2 separate regions of the Oryctolagus cuniculus genome follow, and region 2 is linked to region 1. The links are chromatin contacts, called in public Hi-C maps. All regions are on one chromosome and are shown on one strand. The core of a region is the stretch at or near the end of the contact, and the rest is flanking DNA. Distances in the headings are between cores, read along the strand shown. Region 1 has its middle 1.0 Mb from the start of MCTP2. Region 2 overlaps NR2F2 (nuclear receptor subfamily 2 group F member 2).

The links. Hi-C and Micro-C count contacts between places; a contact is called where the count stands out from the background.
Region 2: a Hi-C map of embryonic fibroblasts shows a contact between it and region 1, with 5 times the contacts expected there. The contact joins two enhancer-like sites. A contact is called at or near these places in 3 of 6 Hi-C or Micro-C datasets (embryonic fibroblasts, skin fibroblasts and an unstated tissue).

What each region holds. Positions count from the first base shown.
Region 1 is chr12:5,231,870-5,238,975 of mOryCun1.1, reverse strand. No RefSeq gene overlaps it. Among named protein-coding and RNA genes, the nearest start is that of MCTP2, 1.0 Mb to the right of the region's middle. Within about 2 kb of position 2,690, at least 2 of the 8 cell types and tissues checked have an H3K27ac peak or open chromatin away from gene starts, as enhancers often do.
Region 2 is chr12:6,362,142-6,369,247 of mOryCun1.1, reverse strand. NR2F2 (nuclear receptor subfamily 2 group F member 2) reads right to left here. Exons shown (of 3, transcript XM_070053313.1): 3 at 4,312-5,777. The coding sequence ends at 5,503. Among named protein-coding and RNA genes, the nearest start is that of NR2F2, 14 kb to the right of the region's middle. Within about 2 kb of position 2,742, at least 3 of the 8 cell types and tissues checked have an H3K27ac peak or open chromatin away from gene starts, as enhancers often do.

The DNA of each region.
Region 1 (7,106 bases), core at 1,441-3,940:
TACTTATAAGGACAAGAGATAAGAGAAGGGCTTAGTCCCAAAGCCATCTAAATATTTTATTCTTCTTTTTATTTTTAGAAGACCCAAAGGACACCAATTAAAAACATTTATGGACTATATTCAAACTTTCATATTTTTACTCCATTCCAGTAAAAGTCCTGTTCCAAAGAAATTTGTCCAGAGATGGAATGAAAGACATTTTATTTTCCTCCTAGATGTTGGCAGTAATTCACTCCTACATGTCTGAGGTTGTTTTCATCTTGCAAAGTACTTTGATATTTGTGAATGTGGCTACATGGCTTAGAACAAGACCAGCGATAACTCATACTAATTATTCAGCTTGTATATTAATGCTTGACAACAGAGACAAGAAGTTTTTCTCCCTTGATTTTGGTTGTGAAAAATAAGAAACCTGAGAGGAACTGGAATATCTGTGTTCTTAAGAGCAAAAGCCTTCCATTTCAAAGAATTCTTGCATCAAATCATTGAGAGTATCCTGAAAACAGCCTACTCACTTTTACTGGCTGCCCATCGAAGCAGAGCCAGGTTAGACTGGGCAGGTCTGAGACTCTCATCCTTTTTGTAGTTGACAAGGAGTCTGAAATAGGATAAGAACCATCTCCCTCTCTCTGCCTATGACCTTCATTTCTATCAAAGATGAAACACTAATAAATCAGACATTCTTGTGACAATTTTGTATTCCCATGGCTGGGTCCCAAAAGAAGCTGCTAATATGAATTTGGGGGGCAGGGAGGAGAGGGCACTGCACTGTATTTGGAGTTTCAGACAGATCAAATGCAATGTTCTGGGACATAAAGTGAATTCTAACAAAATCATCTAGACCGCACAATGAAACAATGAAGTTGCTTTAGGAAGGGGGAGTAAATAACCAAGTTGCTTATATTTTATCCAACGGATGGGTCCCTTTGACATGGGTCTGGAATGATGAGTGACTACTTCCCTTCAGTTCATGCTTTGGAATGTGGCAATTTCCTTTGAAAATGGAATGGGAGACCCCAGAGGGGAAAGTAGTGTGAGGAAGGCCATCTGGAAGGGCAGGAAAGGAGACCTTGAGCCAAGCTGTCTCCTGACAGAAGCTCCCTCCAGAAGTCAAGCTCCCCTGGGAACCGTTCAGTGTCAGCACTGCCTTTACCCTCCCCCTCCAGCTGCACCTGAGAACTTCACTGAGAAGTTCCTTGGATTTTTTTTGTAGGCTTTGGATGTCTTATTCTTGCCTGGGCAGAACCAGAATGAAAGACTGAGACCAGCCTTCCCTTTGCCTGACAGGCTGGACTTCCACCCTGTCACAAAACAAGCCCCTTGTTGGAAGTCCTCCACAACTGATGTACTTCAGAAGGAATTACATCCAACTTTGTGACTAAGTAGTTGATGTCCAAGTTAGTTTTACCTTCTAACACTTTATGCCAAAATTGAGAATATCACAGTACAACATTTGCAAAAAGATTATACAAAGGCCAGAAGGAAACCGAGTAGTGTAGGATATGGCTACTGTGGCCCCATTCTTCCAGGAAATGCAGTCAACGTGCCATAATACGACCATACAAATACCTGTCACTAACTTCATCCCGCAGGGACAAGGTTCAGACAACAGTATTAACAGATGCATTGGCTGGAATTTGGTTTGTGCCCCCCTCCCCAACACACACTCATTTTTAGGTACTTTTTAGTGGGTTAATTTCTGTTTTTCCTCTACAGTCTTGATAAAACTTGGACTTGGAATTTCATTTTTAAAAAATCCCAAATGTTGATTTTAGCTCTTTCAACTTTCTTCTCTCCCAAGCCGTTCAACAAAGCAACTAGTAAGTCAATACATAAGATGACTTGAGAATCATGATTTTGTTCTTCATGGTTTATTCAGACTTAATAAAACAAACAAAAAAAAATTAGCAGGAGAAAGAATAATCGTCCAGTTGCAGGAAAAAATGTTAATAGCCAAACCTCTGGTTAATATTCATATATTGGAAACTCAATTCAGAAGAGAAAGAAATGTCAACTGAATCCTCTGAGTGTCAGTTATTTAATCTTTGCAACGGAGTTCATACTTGTGGGATACAGATGAGACAACAGAGAGCTGGAAAGTTCCAGAAGGAATTCATTCTCCTTCAAAGACTGAACTCCCTGGTTTCATGCTGCATGTTCCGTAAGGACGCGAATAACTCTGACCGCTCCACATCTTACTTGATGCTTCTTGTCTGCCTCCTGGTAGAAGCAGACCTGTCTGGAGAATAGGGTCCTGGGAGTTTAGTTAAAAGTCATATTCGGGCCCAAGGGGTCCAGGACAGGGCCTGCAGGGCTCCCCTTCTAACAGGCTCCCAGATGATGCTGAAGCCGCCCGCCTAGGCTCCACTCCTGAAGCAACAGGGACTCGCAGAGCAGTAAGCTGACATGCGAGGGCAGAGGTTTAGGGTGGAGGAACAAAGAAAACTGACCTCTATCAGAATAAAACCTGGCTCTCCTAGACAAATTCCCCCAGCACATTGTGCAACATTTCACAGAACACTCCAGGACTAGTCTACTTTTCTGGCTGCCTTGTGTCCCCCGGCAAGTTTGGGGTTCTCTGTCCATACCCAGGGTCTGCTGAGGTCCACGGCTGTTTTGTTTGGACGGCTCTGCCTGAAGTCTGAGCTTGAACACAAAGGGCTTATCTCCCTCACAGGCCTTTCTCTGACAGCTGTTTTCCTTCCCAGCCTCAGAGCTCTGGGCAGAGGAAAGATGAGGGGCTTGCTGAAGAAAGAAGCTGTGGAAGCCGCAAGCTGAGGTAGGGGCCTGGCTCCAAGCCCTGAGAGTCTCTCTCACACACCCCGAAGATCAGCTACTGAATTCAGCGCCTGCACTGGAACAAGCAGTCGCACAAAGCTATCGGTTTTGTCCCTAAAAGCTTATGTACACATAAAGACTAAATGATTTTCTAGAATAAAACAAGGGATTTCTATAAAGTCCAAGGACTGATTTTCAAATCCTGCAAAAATACCTGTGTGTCTGGGACTGAACACTGCATCGCCCGCGGCGTGAGGTTAGGCATGAGAAACCAGTGTGAGGTTTGTGAGTGCCACGACTCGTGGAAGTGATAAAAATCAGGGTCGCTGTCAGCTGTGTAAATTGAGAGGAAGAGGCGCCTGGCGCGACTTCCTTTGGGGAAGGTTTGTTTTGTGCTGGTGTACTGCTCCCCCTGGTGGATCAGCAGTCGCCGTGTTTGGGCACCAAGCGGCTCTCCAGGGAGCAGGAGAGTTTTGCTAGAGACAGGGCCTCCAGAAAAACAGCTCTCTACCAGGCACCACTAAAATCCATCGGACGTCTGGTTTCACCCCTGGCTGATTTTGATTGTAGCCTTCCTGCAAATGACAAGGAGTTTGCCCCCCGCGTTCTCACATGTTCTCCTTATTGCTCTGAGAGAGCCATGGAATTCTGAATTTTACTGTATGAGCCTTTAAAAGTAATTCTGGACATGCACAGGGAGACAATGACCGACAGAAGTGAGAACGTTGTATTGTGAAGCCATGTGTTTCCCTCTCTTCCTGTCTACTCCCAGCTCCCCTCTTTGAGGTGGCCATGTTGATGGAGGTCAGTTCATACCTTGGTCCTTTGCTCTCCGTACCTGTCCTCAAGATAAAGAGAAGTTTTCTGAGGACAGATTCAGACCTTCACTACACAGCTCTGTGCTGAGTTGGATGGTTGCTTGTGGTTTTCATCCAAGAGGTCTTCTGTGGGCCCTTCGTGTGTGGGGCGATTGTGCAGGTCGGGCAGAGACACAGATCGGTGGCCACTGGCTCCCTCTCACCAACGTTCTGCAATGAGAGTCGCACTGCAGCCTCAGTCCAAACAGTTTATAAGCTAAATAAGGAGGTATTTTAAATATTTATTTAACAAGACGTATTTTAAATAACCTACATATGTAAATAGAACGTTCTTAGCCTGTACGTTACTGCCAGGTCGATTCTCATGTTCTGATATATAATTAATTACCAGTTTATTCCTCTGTAAACCGAAGCAAGGAATAATTCAACGACGCCAGGTCATTGATGTCAGCAACACCGTAATACCCCTCTTGTCAGTAAGATCTGTGAAAGAGGAATTGGGTGTGTGATGTCTGAGAAGGTAAGTACCAGACTGTATCCCGAAAAAACTCCTAGGCCCCTTAGGGTTGCTTTCTCGATGTCTAGACTTTTTCTCTATGCTACCTGAGTAGGCTTGAAACGCCACACTTATTTTTACTCTTTCTGTTTGAAACAAAACCAGAAGTCTTATAGAGTGCGATTGATGCATTTTATCACATACAGTCTCCTAAAGTATGTGCATGTCAAGTGCACCCTAAGCAGCACTCTCATACTTAGAAATAGCAACAGCACAAATGCCAATTCTTTTCCCATTTCTTGGTCATTGAAAATAAGAATATTCTTAATGTTTAAAGAAAAACCTGTAGCTCTATTTTTAATTTCAAGAGAGGGATATATAGCCATGCTTTCCACTTAAAATGGGCATTGAACTTTAAATGTTTCCACTGAAAACTTCCAAAGGACGGAAGTTCTGAATTTCTGTCATGAGTATAGATTGCTTTAGGGGAAAATGTAAACAACATACATGGCATCTTTCCTTCTTAGATTTAATTTCTGATGATGTAAAATCATCACATTGTTGGTCTGGGTCAGCGAGGACACACGCATGTCTTATTTAAACACAATACACATGACTTACCAAAAACCCAACATGAAGTTCTGATTCCCAACTCTGTGAATTAGCTCATCAACTACACGCTAGCCAGTGGATTAGCGATAATAATTATCTTGGCCCATGGCCAAAACATCTGGAAAATTTACTGTGGAAAATCATTTAAAATAATTCCTTCATGCCATCACAACATACCAACCCATTAGTTAACTGACCTTTTCACTATCACTCACTTTAAAACATTCTGCATTCAATCTGCAGTATATCCTTCCTCCACTCTGCACTGGCAGAAAGCATTTAAGCTTGGGGAAATAAACAGTATCAATAACTAAAAGATTGAGTTTTACGCTTGGAATGATCCTCAGGAGCACTCTGAGAGGCAGAGCCCATCTCTTCACTGATGCTGTTATTTTGGTGCTTAAAATAAGCATCCTTTCTGTGGTAGCAGAATAGAGCTAAAATAATGTAAATGAGTCTCAGCAGCTTTGGTACAAGTGTAGCTGTGCAGTCACCTGAAGAGGGAAGTTAACGCTTAAAGGAGCTCCCAGACTCGCTGTGCACAGCTCCAGGCTCAGTGACGATGACAATAAGGCTCAATGAGTAGCCTTTCTGGGGGTTGACCTGAATTTTTGGGTTTGCCATAACTAATACATTAGTTGAAAATATTGATTAAGTTCAAGCCTTCGTATTGGCAAAAAGAATTTTTTTCCTAAAGATAAATGGTGGCAATAAGATACTCAGGTTATTTTCTCTCTAAATATTATTATGATTGATAATTCTATTTCAATGTTTTTTTTTTTTTTTTTTTTTTTTTTTTTGACAGGCAGAGTGGACAGTGAGGGAGAGAGACAGAGAGAAACGTCTTCCTTTGCCGTTGGTTCACCCTCCAATGGCCGCTGCGGCTGGTGCGCTGCAGCTGGCTCACCGCGCTGATCCGATGGCAGGAGCCAGGTACTTATTCTGGTCTCCCATGGGGTGCAGGGCCCAAGGACTTGGGCCATCCTCCACTGCACTCCCGGGCCACAGCAGAGAGCTGGCCTGGAAGAGGGGCAACCGGGACAGAATCCGGCACCCCGACCGGGACTAGAACCCAGTGTGCCAGTGCCGCAAGGCAGAGGATTAGCGTAGTGAGCCGCGGCACCGGCCTTCAATGTTTTTTAAAAATCCTCCTAATGATTGAATATACATATTTTTTCTATTTCTATTTCTATTCTCCCAGGTACAGGTGAAGATCTGGAAAATGACACAATACACACATAAAACTGAAATGTGGCGAGAAGACAGACTTCCTAGGGATCCCAGGGCTTGAGGAAAATCACCAAGGTGTTTCCTGAGCTGTTGCTTTGCCTGTAGATCTTAGACCTGGAGTGCAAGGAGCCAAAACAATAGCAGGCACTGATAAGAAGGCCCCTACTAAAGCCTGCTGTCTTCAGGCCCACAAGCAGGAAAGGGGCAAGCCAGCAAAGCAGAAGTCTGTCTAGACAACGACTGCTCATTCTGTCCAGACACCCTGGAAACTGCCTAGCAGAAAACAGAGGGAGCAGGCCCTCTCAGTCCTGCTGGATACTAAAGAGCCCACAACATCGTGATGTCAGTGGGGCTGATGTGGGGAGTCTGTTCTTTCCAAATAATAGGGAAGTATTAGGGCCTAGTAAGGAGCTGGACTCCCATACCTGCCTGGCAAAATTGAGGCATATCCTCTCTCCTAGATGTCAGCAAAGGCCAAGTGAGAAACCTGGAATTTTACCTCTTTCTGGCAGTAGTGAGGTGGCAGCAGCCTTATTCCTCTGCCACCGTGGTGTCAGAAGAGGCAGGCAAAAACAAGAGACTTAAATAACATCTGGAGGGCTGGCCCTGTGGCTTAGCGGGTAAAGCTGCTGCCTGCAGTGCTGGAATCCCCTATGGGCACTGGTTCGAGTCCTGGCTGCTCCACTTCCGCTCCAGCTCTATGCTATGGCCTTGGAAAGCAGTAGAAGCTGGGCCAAGTGCTTGGGACCCTTCACCCATGGGGGAGACCTGGAAGAAGCTCCTGGCTCCTCATTTCAGAATGGCGCAGCTCTGGCAATTGTGGCTATCTGAGGAGTGAACCAGCAGATGGAAGACCTCTCTCTCTGTTTCTACCTCTCTCTGTAACTCTGTCTTTCAAATAAATAAAAACATTTAAAAAAATAAAATAGTTACTTGCCATTTATGTATAGTATTGTTGACATAGCACAATTATAGAAGTAGCCAATAGATTAGTAGTGCAGGAGGATGTAAGAATGGGAGGGCAGTAGGTGTTGCTATACGAGAGTGACGACACACATAAAATTCCTTACCTTGACTGCACCAATGTCAGCATCTCATTTCTTACATTATACTCCAGCTTTACAAGATGTTTGCTTTTGAGAAACTAGGGGAGAGATGACTCTGTCTTATTT
Region 2 (7,106 bases), core at 1,493-3,992, 1.1 Mb before region 1:
GATCAAGCTTTTCCTCTCGGAAGCCTGCGCCACCTCATTTCCCATCAGTAATCCCAATAAAATTAACGTCGTGGCTGCAATTGAAAAGAGAAGGGCCCGCGACACTCCTGAAATAACACACTCTCCCCCAGCAAAAGGTAAAAAGCAAAACGACCCTTTGTTCGGCTAATTAACGCAGGCCCAACTCCGAAAGCAGATGTGTTTGCTTAGCTAATCACAAGCATGTTTCTTGCAAGGAACCTCATTTCAAGGGGGTGGCTGGGGGGGGGGGTGATGGGAAAGGGGACATCACCCCCCACCCAGGTCTCTGCCTCACGTCTCTCACCCCACTCTACAGTCCAGTGGCTGAGTGTAGGCGGCCTATCACTCACACCTTTCTTCCCACCCCCCATACCCCAGAGGCCTGGAAGGCAGAGGCCTCTGAGCACCCCCAAGACTGGGAGGTGGGGGCAGAAGGGGGTGTAGAAAAAAATAAAAGTTTTAATGACACAGATGCCATATTAAATGAGGCAGTTTTACAATTCAGTTTGAATAGGACGCTAACTTATTACAAGTGTGTTATCAGAAGGACGATAAGATTTATAACTCCAAGAGTCAGCTTTGGGTCTTAATGACAATGGATGTTAAAGGGAGGAAATCTGTTCTCTATTAGAGGAGAGGAGAGTCCGCTCCCCGTCTTTTAGGTCAGGTACAGATGTGTCCAGGAGGGCTGACACCAAGCCCTTTGTGTCTCCGTATGAAGGATGCCCCCTTCTCTTCGAAATAATCAGGGGTCTCCTTGTTGGGCGAGCAACTCGCTCAGCTGAGAGACAAAAAAGAGAGGAGAGCAACCAGCTAGAATTGGAGACGGAGGTGGAGGTGAGGCAGGGGGCAACTCTGGTGGACAACTCCGTGCCCATCTCTAGGTGCGCACAAAGATTGCTTTCCCCTAAACCAACACAGTAAGCAAACTTTAAAAAACTGGGGTCCTATTACAAACCAACGCCCAGCACTAACTGCTTTAAAATTACTGCATAATTAGATTTAGTTGAATTTCACCATTAATTAGGCAGCCGCACTGCAGGGAGCCTTTGAAATCTGAGAAAATGGGAAAAATCATCTGAAGCACGTTTTTTCAACCTAACTTCAATAAATCTCGACAAGGCCTGGAATTCAGAGAGCACCTCGCTCCCCTCCCCGGGTCTCCAGGCCGGGGCTGGAACTGGACACATAGGGTGAGTCCAGCCAACCCGGGTCGGCCGAGGGCCGGTCCCCAGCGACTGTCCTGCAGAGGCCCTCAGAAGACCCTCTCCGGGAGGCCAGGCCCGTCCCCCGGCGCCCTCGCCCGCTCTCCTCCGCTGCACACGCGCTCCTGCTAGGGGCGCAGTCCACGACGGCTCCGCACGGTTCCAGGGCCTGCGACCACCCGCCCGGAACCGGCCCGCGGCCGGCGCTCGCCCCGAGCCCCGAGCCCCCAGCCCTTAGCCGTCGCTCCTCCTCGGCAACTCGCGCCAGCAAGTCCTGCCCACGTCCGGCGGGGTTCGCGGTCCGCCCCCTCCGCAGCTTGGCTCCGGCCCGCGCAAAACCCGGGCGCAGCCCCTGCGTGGATGCGCTCGGCCACGGGCCGGGGTCTGTAAATACCGGCTTCTCCCCTCCCCCTACAGCTCGCCAACACTTAGGATCTTGGGCAGAGGCCGACTTTTAGTCCTCTCCCTGGTTTCTTGGGGGGGGGGGAGCGGGGGGAGAGGAGACACGGAATCAACTCCACGGAAGCCAAGCTGGGGAGGGGCTGGGGGCAGGGTCCGAGGTGCCAGCGTTTCCCCTACGACCCGGGCTACTTTAATTACGTAGTCACCCAGGGCCGCGCTCCCTGGCCCGCCAGAGGAGTGCAGGGTTTTCTGCCTGCGGACGCAGCGGCCTTCAGCGGCCCCCGCCCCCCGCCTGCACCCCCCACACCTTTTTTTTTTTTTTGTCCTTTTGGTCACCACAATGTGTTTCCCATTACCCGGCCCTTGCCGTGCCTGGCAGCCGGCGCTCGCCGTGCAATGGGAGACGCCATGTTGGCTGCGCTCACAGCACCGAGTCCACCGCGAGCTCCGAGGCCGCTTCTCACGCTCAGCCCCGCGGCCAGCCCCCGCCCCCGCCGCCCGCGCCGCCCGCGCCGCCCGGAGCCGCGGCTCCGCGCGCCCGGCGCCCCGCACTCCCCGCAGGCGCAAGCCGGCTCCCGCTGCACGGCGGCGGGCGCTTCCCGCACGGGCGCCCCGGCCCCGGCCCGCGGCCCCCAGCCCCCGGCGCGGGCTGCGCTGCGAGGCGCGCGAGCGGGCGCCGGCCTGGGGCTGAGTCGAAGTGGCCCGGGCAGCGGCCGCCCCTCGCCCTGCTCCCACTATTGTTGCCTTCCGCGTCTCACCCGGCTCGCACACACCCCCGAGCGCCAAGGGGAGGAGGGGAGCGGGGCTGGGAAAAGAAATAAAGCGAGCTCAGATCAGATGGAGAGAGGAAAAAAAAAAAAAAAACCAGCAAGGAAAAAGAGACACTTAAAGGGAAAGAGTCGCCATGTTTAGCAGCTTTTTTTTTTTTTAAAGATCTCGTCAATTTCACACAGAACGCACTCACTGGGTCCCAGCCCTCGCCTTTTGTCCAATTCAGTCGCAGCAAAGATCTTTTGTTCTAACTCAGCGTGAAAAGAAAAACTTTCTTTAAATGCAATAAACTTAAACCGAACTCAAGACTCTAAACAGATCCTCCTCCAGTCACTCTAAACATATACAAGGGGTTTTGTTTTAACCGTTTCGAGAAGGCTGAGTCCTATTTTGCTCCTGCCTGCAGACCCCCAGGTCCTGGCTGAAACTTAGCGGCACACAGAGGAGCGAGCTCCAACGCCTGGAACACATGCTTCGAGCATAATAAAACAGGGACTGTCTTTTGCTTTGAACATCATAAATTATAATTTAATGCCAATAATAATTTACAACAAATGGCTGTTTACAATAAACGAACACAAAACAAACAAGGAAAAGGGCCTGTGTTTTACTCAGTGGAGCAACTTCACACTCATGGATAGCACTCGCAAGAGGAGAAAATAAACAACCGCCGACAAAACCTCGACCCACAGGTCAGCGGCGCTGCGCCGCGAGCACTCAGGCTAAGGCAGCTCTGGCTACGGAGCGGAGCTGAGGGTCCGCCGGAGCCCGGCCTGCTCGGGCGCCCAAGTCGGAGTTCTCGGTTCTCCGCGTCCTGACTCCCAGTGAGTACCAAAGTTCATAACACACTTTGTAAAATGATCCCCCTTTCTTCCACCTCCCCCTCCGAGAGCTAAACCACAACACGGTGAAGGGTTTGGAGGGGGCAGCCTGGAAAACCTATTTTGAAGAAGAGCAAAATTGCAAGCTCCCAGCACTGAGAACGAAGTAGCAGGGGGGAGGGGGTGGGGTGGGGGCACCAATGAAGACTGAAACAGAGAGTTACTACTTCCAAATCACCACAGCCTGCAAAGTTTCCTTCCTTCATTCCTCTCTCTCCCTCTCTCCCCTTCCTTCCTCCTCTGCTTTTTCTTAATTAGGCTTCTTAAGGACAAAGGATCCCAAGACCAGCACAGATTGTATCCACACAATCTGAAATGTCCAAATGTCGAAGTGTTTTTATGTACATAACTCCCATGGAAAAGATTCCCTAGACCTGTGCTCTGGCTCTTACAGAGTGGAGGTAGAGGGGGAGGGGAGAGGCAGGCCCAAGTTATCACAGATCCATGAAAAACAGACCCTTCAGCGCTCCATCACTGAACGTGAGATCCTCTCAACAACCACACTGGATGAGAACCACAGAGTATTTTTAAAAATCGCACCTTCTTAAGGAATACACCTCATTGCAAACAACTGTCCTCTACTTACAAGGCTGTGATTAACTTGCTTGACTGATCTTCTGCATGACTGTCAGAAATGTACAAAAGGGTATTTTTTCTGATCATAAAATAGATACTGATCTCAAGATTTCTAATACTTTTCACAATACCTTCCCTAAACAGGCACTTAAGTGTGACAAATATAAGGGCCCCCTTTTTTTTTCTCCTGGAAAATCCATTTTTAATTAAAAGGAGGATTAGGTGAATTGGGGTGGTTTACTATATCAGTATGCCACTTCCTAAACCATAGATAAACCATTAACTTCAGCTTCTCCCCCCCACACACACCCAAATTAAACAGGCAAATACACTAGTCCACCTTTGAACAAACTGTCTGACGGGAGTAAACAAATGGAGACCCCCGGCCCAGCTCAGAGAGAGCTTTAAAGGGGCTCTTAGCGAAGCAAAACAGTGACTGGGGACAGCCAAACAGGTTTCAGATATCAAATAATATTTTAATTTCTGAATACTTTCAATTTTCCTTGGAATATAACACACAAAGACTCGACCAAACAGTTCAGTTATTATAACTTTTACAGTATACAGAAATGTTGCACTTAAAAAAAAAACCTTCAGTTTTTTTTAAAACACAAACTGTAAACTCTAAGATACTGAATCAATCACGTTACCTATAAGTGCCAACAGTGTTATTTTGTCATGCTGATTTCAATGGTATTTTTTTAAAAAGGGAAAATATCAACAATTATAATACAAAGGGTTTGCAAATATACAAACAGATATAGGATTTTCATAACAATTCAAGAACTAAGCAGGGACCCAATTCAAATTACAAAAGTTCAGTTTTTATTCAAAACCTCAGCATGTGTCTTGGACACATTCCTTGGCTGCCAATAAATTCCACAGTTCATTCTCTTTCTTAAAATATTTTTAAAAAGCTAGGTTTGTCATCATGTCTTTGGGGGGAGGGGCTGGGGGCAGTTAAGTGTTGTTTGTGGTTCCTCCCGTTCTCTAATTAAGAGTGCTCAACTTCACCTAACATTTTTGGTCACCACTTGTAAGTGCGTTTCCATCATCTCTGAGTTGCCTTTCAAAAGTTTTATGTCTTCCTATGATATTTTCATGGACTCAGTTTTAATTCTTGCAGAACATATACTTTAATGATACACAGTTTTTAAGAAGCCAAGATTATATCAAAACTTATTATAGAACCACAGAATAAACTGGTTTGGAACCAGAAAAGTACAAAAAAAGAACAGCTAGAGGTACATAGACACAGGACAATTAATAATTTGGAAAAAAAAAAGACTTACTTTCTCCATTCTGCTAATTTTCTCTCAATCTCCTTAAATGCACTTTTAGCAATATTTTTCAAAAATTTACCAAAAAAAGAAAAAGACTAATTTCCTTTTTATACAAAAATGATAAGTAGCAAGTTGTTCTGACCGACACAGGAGTTTTTTTTTTAATGCATTCTGTAAAAGTTCATTTGACAGTCTTTTTTTTTTTGAAATTCACAGTCCATTAAATTCTTCCCCTCTCTTCTTTTAGCAAACTTGTAACATCCTTTTATATCCTTTCTTAACAGAAGGAAATTAAGCAAACAAACCAGTCTTTTGCCTTTTCTTTCTCTGTTTCACTCCCCCTTCTGATTTTGATTTATTTATTTATTGAATTGCCATGTAGGGCCAGTTAAAACTGCTGCCGGACAGTAACATATCCCGGATGAGGGTTTCGATGGGGGTTTTACCTACCAAACGGACGAAAAACAATTGCTCTATGACTGAGGAAGAGACGGTGCGGAGGGAAGGGAGCCGGAGCAAAAGCTTCCCGAACCGCGTTGGCTGGTTGGGGTACTGGCTCCTAACGTATTCTTCCAAAGCACATTGGGACTTTTCCTGCAAGCTTTCCACATGGGCTACATCAGAGAGACCACAGGCATCTGGAAGAAAGTTTAAAAAAAAAAAAAAAAGAAACAGAAGAAGAAGAAGAGGAAGAATTCAGTCATCAGATTAAGAGGTTTGAAATGGGTCACATGAGGTGTGTGCACAGTGCTCTGTCAAACTGCCCCAACCGGAGCAGGCGCAAGTGCCTGTGCACTGAGACCTGGTGCTGCTGGAGCTGGTGGTTTGGGGCAGTGAGAACGGGCACGGGATGGTCCGGCCGTCTTTGCTCCCGGTGCTACAGGTTTTCCCTGCCCTAGTCCTCAGGCTGCGTCACTCAGAGGCCCAAGCAAAAGTGCACTGGGTCTTTCTGGGCCAACTCAGTAAACAGACAAAACAGATAAAGCCCAACCCGCGGTGCTCCTCCCCTCCTCCTCCTCTGTAAATAATAGTTTGGCTCATAATTATACAGTGTGGTGGTGGTGGTGGCTGGGGGGCGGGGTGGGGGGCAACAACCTGGCCCAGCACCGAGCAATGGCGTCCACGACCCAGCCTCAGATTCTCCCCGAAGAGGGCGACTCATTTTTCTTCAGTCTTTGAAACTGATTTAAGTGGCCCTTTAAAACTGATCTTGTCAGTTTAGCCCATTGAAAAGCAGCCATGCAAACTGTGATCTCTCTGTTCATTTGAGCTGTTTCTTTCCCCCCCTTTTCTTCTCTCTCCCTTTTCTCCCACCCCCCTTTATTTTTTTTTTTAAACCCAGGTCTCTCCAAGAAGCACACCCCCCTCCCTGTTATCTTCAGGAAAACACTTTTCTTTTTCTGATACGTGAAAATACAGTAAGTGCCTTTGAAATGAGAGGCTTCTTGGTGAAGGCGGTTCAGGTTGTGACCTGACCTTTCGGGGGCTCCCCAGACAAGACTGGGGTTAACACATGCATATTGTGAGCCAGTAAGACAGATATTCCAAAACAGCCTCCACCAAAGCGCCGGAACACGCATGCAACCTCCTCGCGTGTGCGTGTGCGTGTGCATGTATGTGTGTGTGTGTGTGTGTGTGTGCTCCTACAGTTGCTGTGCTGCTGTGTGGCCACAGACTGCAGAGCTGTCTGTGGTCAGGCATCAAAAGGTCTCCTTGCTTACGACTCCTTCCCTCCGCGTCTGTACTGTGAGTCTCCCTCTGAATCAGATAACAGGGACCTTTATCTCTTTGTGAGGCGATTTGCATTCTCCACACAGGCCTCCACATTTTGCAAATAGTAATAAATTAAGCTGGTACGACAGTATCAGGCATTTCCTCCGTTGGAAGACCGAGGGTAAGGCTGAGAGCTAACAATGAGACTGAGCCGTTCACAACCCACTGCCCCTGGTCTGAGAACGCGGGCTGGG